3 separate regions of the Zea mays genome follow, and all the other regions are linked to region 2. The links are chromatin contacts, called in public Hi-C maps. All regions are on one chromosome and are shown on one strand. The core of a region is the stretch at or near the end of the contact, and the rest is flanking DNA. Distances in the headings are between cores, read along the strand shown.

Evidence for each region. A called contact is a pair of places that touch in the nucleus more often than the background predicts.
Region 1: a Hi-C map of tassel shows a contact between it and region 2, with 2.8 times the contacts expected there. The contact joins the promoter of LOC100280309 here to the promoter of LOC103638868 in region 2. A contact is called at or near these places in 2 of 25 Hi-C or Micro-C datasets (ear and tassel).
Region 3: a Hi-C map of endosperm shows a contact between it and region 2, with 3 times the contacts expected there. The contact joins the promoter of LOC100382475 here to the promoter of LOC103638868 in region 2. A contact is called at or near these places in 2 of 25 Hi-C or Micro-C datasets (endosperm and tassel).

Annotation. Positions count from the first base shown.
Region 1 is chr9:113,596,153-113,598,852 of Zm-B73-REFERENCE-NAM-5.0, forward strand. It overlaps LOC100280309, which reads right to left and starts at 1,423. Exons shown (of 12, transcript NM_001153235.1): 1 at 1,075-1,423; 2 at 753-892; 3 at 407-625; 4 at 189-329; 5 at 1-96. The coding sequence starts at 1,384. LOC100275724 reads right to left here. Exons shown (of 11, transcript NM_001371724.1): 11 at 2,383-2,700.
Region 2 is chr9:113,018,490-113,021,189 of Zm-B73-REFERENCE-NAM-5.0, forward strand. It overlaps LOC103638868 (probable histidine kinase 1), which reads right to left and starts at 1,447. Exons shown (of 13, transcript XM_020544106.1): 1 at 951-1,447.
Region 3 is chr9:113,767,430-113,770,129 of Zm-B73-REFERENCE-NAM-5.0, forward strand. LOC100382475 (putative protein kinase superfamily protein) reads right to left here and starts at 1,293. Exons shown (of 6, transcript NM_001175215.1): 1 at 836-1,293. The coding sequence starts at 884.

The DNA.
Region 1 (2,700 bases), core at 173-2,672, 580 kb after region 2:
CTTGTAATCTTTCAGCTGATCCTTCTTCCAGAAGTACTCATGTACCCTACCAAGAGCTGCGCTCTCTCCTCCTATGAAATGCATTCCTTTCTCAGACTGCAGAGAGAAGAAACGGTAGAGATTAAACCTAGAACAGGTGAATCACCTGACTAAAGCACAACTAGCTACAAGCCTACAGCTAAACCTGCCTTCGTAACACTGGGGCCTAGTGACTCCAGTGTTGGTACTGTCCCCCATCCTCCAATCTCATCTATGCTGGAACTAGGGGGTGGACCGAGCGACGTTGGCAACTTGGCGCAGTTCCTAACTGAGCACTTCGATTCAACTGCCTGGCAAGAAGCACGGCTTCATCATTTAACCATTACGCCTGCAAAAAAGGCCTAGAATTTGCAAAGAAAATCGCAACCTTTCTGAACTGTGTGTACACGTCTGGCAAGCTGCTAACTGGGAACGGGAGGTCATCGATGTGGTACATTGTTGCTCCCCAGATGAGCTGCAACCTGGGGTTCAGAGGCCTCTTCGGGACAGATGCTCCTCCTTGAGCAATCTGGACTTGTTCCAAGCCTTTGCTCACTAGGCGTTCGACGAGGAGCTCTTCGCTACAGGTTTCCTTATGAGCGTATATCTGGAGACACATCGCTTACTGACTTAACCTTTGGTGCCTGTCATGAGTTTAGTACCTAAAGATCCAGAATTCAACTATGCTAACATTGGTTGAGAGATAAATATGAGGGTGCAGAAGGGGAACCTACTGTGTGTGCACTGACGGCCTTTGCAATTGAAGGAAGGATCTCTTCAGGCTTGCCATGCCGGACTAGCAAATCGAGGCCCTTTTTCCTCAGGCTCTGCTTCAGGTCTCCTAAACACTCTATCAAGAACTGCGCCCTCAATGCTGAACAGGTGATTAAGTTTCACCAAACACAAACAAATACACGTAAATCACCAATATTTTCTAATCAGGCTATGCTTGCTTGCAGTTGGCTCTACGACGACAACAGATCAGCATTACCCCTGACCTACTCAAATCCCAGAAGCAGCAGCAACGAGCAAAATGCAGAATCGCTAGGTCCTCACCTCCCTTCTTGGGGAACCCAAAGTAATGCGTGCTCCCCGCAAAGACCCGCGGATCGACACAGTACACCGGCAGGACCGCCTCGGAAGCCGCCCATGCTCGCAGAAGCGCCTCGTTATCGATAACTCGGAGGTCGTTCCTGAACCACACGACGGCCACCCCGACGCCGCCTCTCCTCAATAAGCTCGGCGACGTGTACCTCCGGAAGGCTTCATCTGCCACTGCGCAGGCCTCGTCGGCGCCGAGGGAAGGCACCGACACCGCCGCACCGCGCACCGAACGGGACGAGGAGCTCGAGGGGGAGGCGCTCATGGTGAGGAAGCGAAGATTGGAGGGTGGGCTCGGGAGGAGGAGGAATCGGGGACGGAGAGGGGAAGAGGAGATGTAGTGGAGCATTTCTTGATTGGACTGGTAGTGGTAGTTGGGAGTTTTGAGAAGTGAGGGGGTGGTTTGGAAAGTTGGAACCGGAAGGTGGAGGGAAGAGCGGAGAATGGTGCCGCGTGTCCGGGTTCTACTGGTGCTACGTGGCTTGATGTGGGCCTACTGAAATAGGTTGTGGATATTGTAGGCCTGGGTCGAATTAAGACGGATGGGTCCATCGTCCACATGTCAGTGTCTCATCTGGGAGATGGAAAATGTACTACTCCATCCATTTAAATTAAAATTCGTTTTAGATATCATCTCTATCCTAAATTAAAATTTGTTTTAGATAATTAATAGATTCATAATAACATTATATATGAGTTATATATATATTTCTAGATTTATTATCTATTTAAATATAGACGTAACAATCAAGAACTAAAATAAACTGAGGTAATATATTATCTCCTAAAAAAATATAAATATTATGTTTTGTGATTCTGTATTAGCTGCGGCTGAAATGCGCTTACTTCGCTCAAATAACTTTTTGCTATGGTTCACCAAAACGACCGTAGACAGTTGATTTAGAAGTTAATTATCACATGTTACCTAACAGAAGTTAATAATAAAAAAAGTAAGAAATATTTTCCTATTAAACATATCTAACATACATATGTATACGCTCTATTTTAAATTAAGTGCATAGCAAAATCTAATACATAAAAAAATCAAAATAACTTTGTTAAAAAAACAAGATGACTTATAATTTAAAACAGATAGATCATCATTCACGTGTCAGTGTCTCATATTGGAGATGAAAAATGTACTCTACTAGTATATCTCCTCTAGCAGCAGCTCAAATACGCTTACTTTGCTGAAAATTGATCACAGTGAAATTTAAGAAATGCTAACACCTAATTCAGTAGAACGCATGATAAAAGATTTAATAGTGACAAAATTAAGACTGCATTTGTGATACATCTGTTGTAATCTCTGTGTCTACAAAGAATGGATCATATCATGACAGTATAACACTCTGACAAAAACTGTTCTCCAAGAATAAAGAACTAATGAGTTGGGAGTTGGGTGGAAGACTATGGAGACATACATTGAACACGATAAATTACTATGAGGGCAGTGCCATTCTATAAACATCGCTGTGGCCGTTTTACCCATGACTCAGCTCCAAGCCATCACAGCTGTTGCAGTTGTACCGGTATCTTCAGGCCCAGATCCTAATAAGTACGGACTTCACAATTTACATA
Region 2 (2,700 bases), core at 197-2,696:
ATCCTCATGGAGGAGTCAAATGAAACGCTATATACACGATATAGATAAATAGATTGATAAATTTTTCAATGCAAATTAATTGATTACAGAAACTGAAAGGCTGACTGGGGAGCAGACTATGATTAATAGAAAGTTAAGAATGATCAAACAAACAACATATGAGTTCATCAAGATGCCAAAAGGATTTGGCTTTGATGGAACATCTCAACAGAGTAGAAGCTTTGCTCAAGAAAACAAATAACAGCGCACTACCAAAAGCTGACACAAAACTCAGCTTTTAACGGAATTCTAAGCCATAAAGATGGAACCTTCCATTCCCTCAAGGCATACTGGATCATCTTTGGATCAAGGGAAGGATCGGTGAAAAAAAAAGTGCACAACCGAATCCAAGATTCTGGGGTTCTCCGGCTGTGGCCAAAATCAAACACTGCTGAATTACCGAACAAAACTAACTGATGAGTCACTAACACTGAGGTGCAAACCTGACAAAACTAACTTATACCCAACTAAACTGAACCCTCCAGGGGATAACACCCTAGTCTTTACGGATCAACTACGCGGCATACAGCTCACAAAGTCAAACACTTGGCCACCAAAGAAAGGCACCACAAGCTTAACTGAAATCAAGAAACAACGGTACGCCCAACTGGAAAACATACGTCGGAGACCTGATCCGAGTAGGATCCCCTGGTCTGATGGGCTAGACGATCTACCCATTCGACGAAATGCCGAAAAAAGATCAAGTGATCCTGGAGAGCTCAAGATCAAATCTCTCACCGCGCGACGGCCGAGCAAAGTTGGTACGCACGAAAGAGCAATAAAAAAACAGCCAAAACGGAACAGCTGGACTGAATAGCACTACGCCCGCCACCCATCCAACAAAATGCCTGGCCGGCCGGCCAGCACTCCCGATCAATAAACCTCGCGGCACGCAAGCAAGGATCGCCCACCTGGAAGAACAAGGCGCAGCTCGGGGAGACGCCATCCCAGACGAGTCGTCACGGCCTGGACGGACGGAGCAGAACTGAGCTGAGCTGCACGCGAGCACAGGAAGCAGGTGCGGGTCAATGCGACGGGGAGCAGAGCAGGAGCAGAGGCGAGGGCCGGAGGAAGAGGGTGGAGTTTGCAGAGGAGGATCTAATGGCCGCGAGCGGGGCGGGGGCGCAGCGTCCATGTGACGAGAATAGTATAAAATTTGCGCGGGGTGGCGGAGGGGCAGGCTGGGCAGCTGGTGCAAGGAATCGAGCCCGCGGGGGCGGATGGGCCATGTGCGCAGCGAAAAGAATTGCGCAACTGGCGACGCCCTCCGCCCGACTTGTTTAGTCTTCGCTCTCGTGGCTGATTTCTTTTTTCCGTTTCTCGCCGGCCAATCTGGCCGCCGCCCCGTGGTGGTGGTAGTGGTGGGCGCGGAGGGAAGCGACGAGGGGAGGCGGTTAATAAACGCGGCGGGGGAACCGGGCGGACGGGGGAGTTTTTTAAATGATGGCTGCGGTCGTGCGGGGTAACGAGCTCGCCGAGTCAGCCGCCTGAGTGCCTGGTACCATGCTTCTGGAGTTCTGGGCCATGGTCATGGTCTATTGGTCTCATGGACGTCCTAGCTTGGATTTGCGTCCGTATAATGTGACGACGCACAATTATATTTAATACCTATAAAAATAAATTTAATATTAAAGTAAACATATAATTCATATATTAAATATTAGAGTGATAAAAACAAATATTATATTTTATTTTATCTAAAAGGCCAACAAAGTTTATGAGTTCAAAAAGAGTCTAATCTGTTTTTTTATAGCTTGCTCGATCGCTTATTGTCCTTCAGCTAACGAGGTGATACATATGAGAGTCCTGAGTTATGTGTGGCTTTTTGTCGTATTATGTTTGAGTGATTTATCATAACACATATGTTGTGTAACAATCAGTAGCGGACCAAGCTGCTACGCTTAGGGTGTGCCGAAAAAATATAAAAAAAGAAACAAAAAAAACAAAGATCAATAAAACTCGAACCTTGACTGTCAAGTTCAAAAGATAGTATTTACATCACTATGCTAACTAATCTTATATGATCTTAGAGTGTGCCGTGGGCCACATAAACCACCCACTAGGTCCGCCCCTAGTAACAATATATAAGGCCCATTGTTGGACAAGAAGTGGGAGACAAGGATATATTTACGCGTTTTGTATGTGACGTAAGAAATTGGTGCTTTAAAAAGGATAAGGATTATCATATATTTTATTTTTCTAGTTTTACGTCCACTTTCTCTTTGATCAGTTTATAAAAACAATTTCGAGGTATTTTTTACCTTCTAAATATTTATTCCTATGAATTTCCCTTTTTGTTTGCGACAAAAAAGCATCGCTACGAATGTATAGTAGGGTCACAGTCCCGACAACACCCAAATGATTCGTACTACTATACTCCTTGGTCTAACATTGTTTTGTCTGATGCCGAAAATCCGGAAATCATGTGATTTTTATTACAAGGGCCATAAAAACTAACTAGCCCACTATTATCATAATAGAAAATTGAAATACTTTCATAGTTAAACAATTTTGGTGTACTTTTGGCTTACCTAGTAAAAATGAATAATTTTCATCGGTCATAACACAGTTGATGAAAATTATCTAATTTTATCGGTAAAAAGATAACAATTAGTAATTTTCATCAACTATCAGAAACCAGACCAAATATAATAGTGTCAA
Region 3 (2,700 bases), core at 43-2,542, 750 kb after region 2:
TACATGTCATGTCTTCCCCTGCATTTTTGGACAAGGCAATTTCTACTGAAACTCTTGAAGATATCAGCACAACTGCAGAGCTACCCATCATCAAAGTTTTGCTTTATAGGTTTGTCGTCTTCAGGATTAATTTGAGACATGTTTGACTAGCTTATCAAGAATCAATTCAAGATCAAGTTACCAGAATTGTCCAAGCACTACCTTGCAGGTACCAAATTATCTGCAAACTTTTCTGATGTTATTTGTACATCAAAATGTGAGCTGAGATTGTCTTATTCTTCCCCTAAAGTATGCCTTGAATGCAACTCTACAAGCAATGCATGGGTTTATTATGATATCACAGGTCTTCCACAGGACATCAAAGAGCGAAATTACACCATGTAAAGTTTGGGCGAAAAGAAGAAATTTGGTACTATAGAGCATAAAAATACGACATTGAAAAGGGAAAATTTAGGCCAAAATTGCTATGCATGGCACATCTCATCACTAATCACTTGTTACATGACATGAGTTCACAAGCATCGGGCATTTCTGTTACCCCCTCCCTCCCTCATCTTAAGGTGATTGTACCAAAACCCACTAAGCAAACGATAGCTAATCCACAACTAAATTACACAGGTGACACAGCAACTGATAGTAAACGCAAACTCTGTCACGCGGGCGGGGTCGAGGTGGCGGGAAGCAGGTGGCGGTGGCGCGGCGCGGCGCGGCGAGGCGGCTGGAGCCGCCGGCCGCGGGTGGTGCTAACCGGGGGCGGGAGCGAGTACGACGCCGGCGAGGTCGCGCGTTCACATGGGAATATGGGATGGGAGTAGGACAAGCAGAGAGCACGAACCTGGCCTGCTCTGGAGCCGGTGCTCCTCCTGCGAGAGGCATCCGCCCATGGGAACCTCCAAGATCGCGCCTTTCCCTCCAATCGAGCCCTAGTCCCTCCTTCCCATCGCCCGCCGCCGGCCAGATCCACGCCTCCAACAGCACCTTCGCTCGCACACCAACCGGAACCGACCTACTCGCAAACTCCCGCGGCTACCAACAGGCCACCTCGTCTGCCACAATTCCACCGGCGGCGGCAACCTGAACCGGCGCACTCGCGGCCCGAATTCGCGTAGCTCCTGCTGCTCTCCACGCTGGGTGCGCGTCCTCCACCAACCTGTCCCTCTGCCCTCCAACGCGTGGTTTTACTCCACTACCATCACTTCTTGGCCTTTATTTTCCGTGGGGGCTCCGCGTTGGAACGGCGAAGCGAAAGCGAGGGATGAGGAGAAAAGGGCGAGGAGGCGGAGTAGCTGTGTGCCAGAGCCCAGAGGGTTGGAATAGGTAAAAGAAAGCTGCTGCCGCGTACTACAAGAACAACAACGCGGGCCGCGGGGGCGGGGCGGGGCGGGGCGGGGCGGGGCGAGGCGACTAGGGGGTGAGCCGTTGAGGTTGAGGCAGTTTTTTTTTATCATCTTTATTGTTGCAACCGCGGTTGGGCTTTTGGTTGATGATGGATATGGTTAGAGAAACAATAGACAAATAAACAATGGCAGTGGTTTGGACTGTAATTGAATGGGGTTTAGTTTCTGCGAAACAAACACAGTTTTACGATTGTTCATCTTACTGCTTCATATATTACATATCCTGATATGACTATGATTATTACTTCCAATATTGTTAAATGCTTTAAAAACTTATGATTTAGATGAATAAACCCATATACGACCTTTTAGCTTCACTGTGTTTACTTAAACCATATTTCATGGAACTAGATTAATACTCATATTTTATAGTCTATGCTTGCCTACGCGAATTACATCGTGCAAGCAATTTTGTTTATTGGTGCAAATTATTACTCACTTCGTTATTTTTCCTTTATCGTGTTTTAGTTTAAAAATAAACGAGTGACCGATAAATATTTGACAAAGGAGGTAATATCTATTTTGCTTCATCTTCTTAAATTTGCCACTATGTGTGTCTCTTAGGACATGATTAACCTAGCATAACATAGATATGGTCATAGAGCCTATTACCCATAGATGACTCATTAAATAATACTCGTTGCACATGAGTAAAATAATGACCATTCTAAGGAACTAGTTGTGAAGTAAATTAAACAAAAAAATTTATGAGTTCTAATTGGACGAGAGTAAATCAGAGTTCTTTCTACATTTAAAGTTTGCATCTTAGTTAAAACAACGTTTTACTATAACTGAAGCAGAACAACATGATATCACGATTCTAAGCTGCAACTTTCTGATACAGAAATATGTTTGTCATTTCATTTTGTTGCCTTTGGAAATAACGAAATGAAATCGTTTTTCCACAGAGGTACTTCTTTTCTCTAGTCATCGTTCCGAACAAAATTTGAACTCAGATTATTATCAATAACTTGTTTGAATTGGTTCAATCTACTCTAAAGGCTAGTTTAGCAACTTTATTTTTGAAAGAGTTTCTCATTTTTTCAATAAAAATTAGTTCATTTTTCCTTGAAAATAAAAATCCTTAAAAATGGGATTGTCAAACTAGTCCTCGCATGTCTTGAGTGTTCGGGTCAAATTTTGCTAGAAAATATTCATGAATGTTCCTTAAATATTTTCGTGACATAATTCATGACGCCATGTTCAACTCTCATAAAAATCAAGATTAACACGCAACGTGAACGTGGACAAAATAATTATGGAGAATTAGCGGGTGGCGCTTTTCGTGAGCCCTTCGATACGA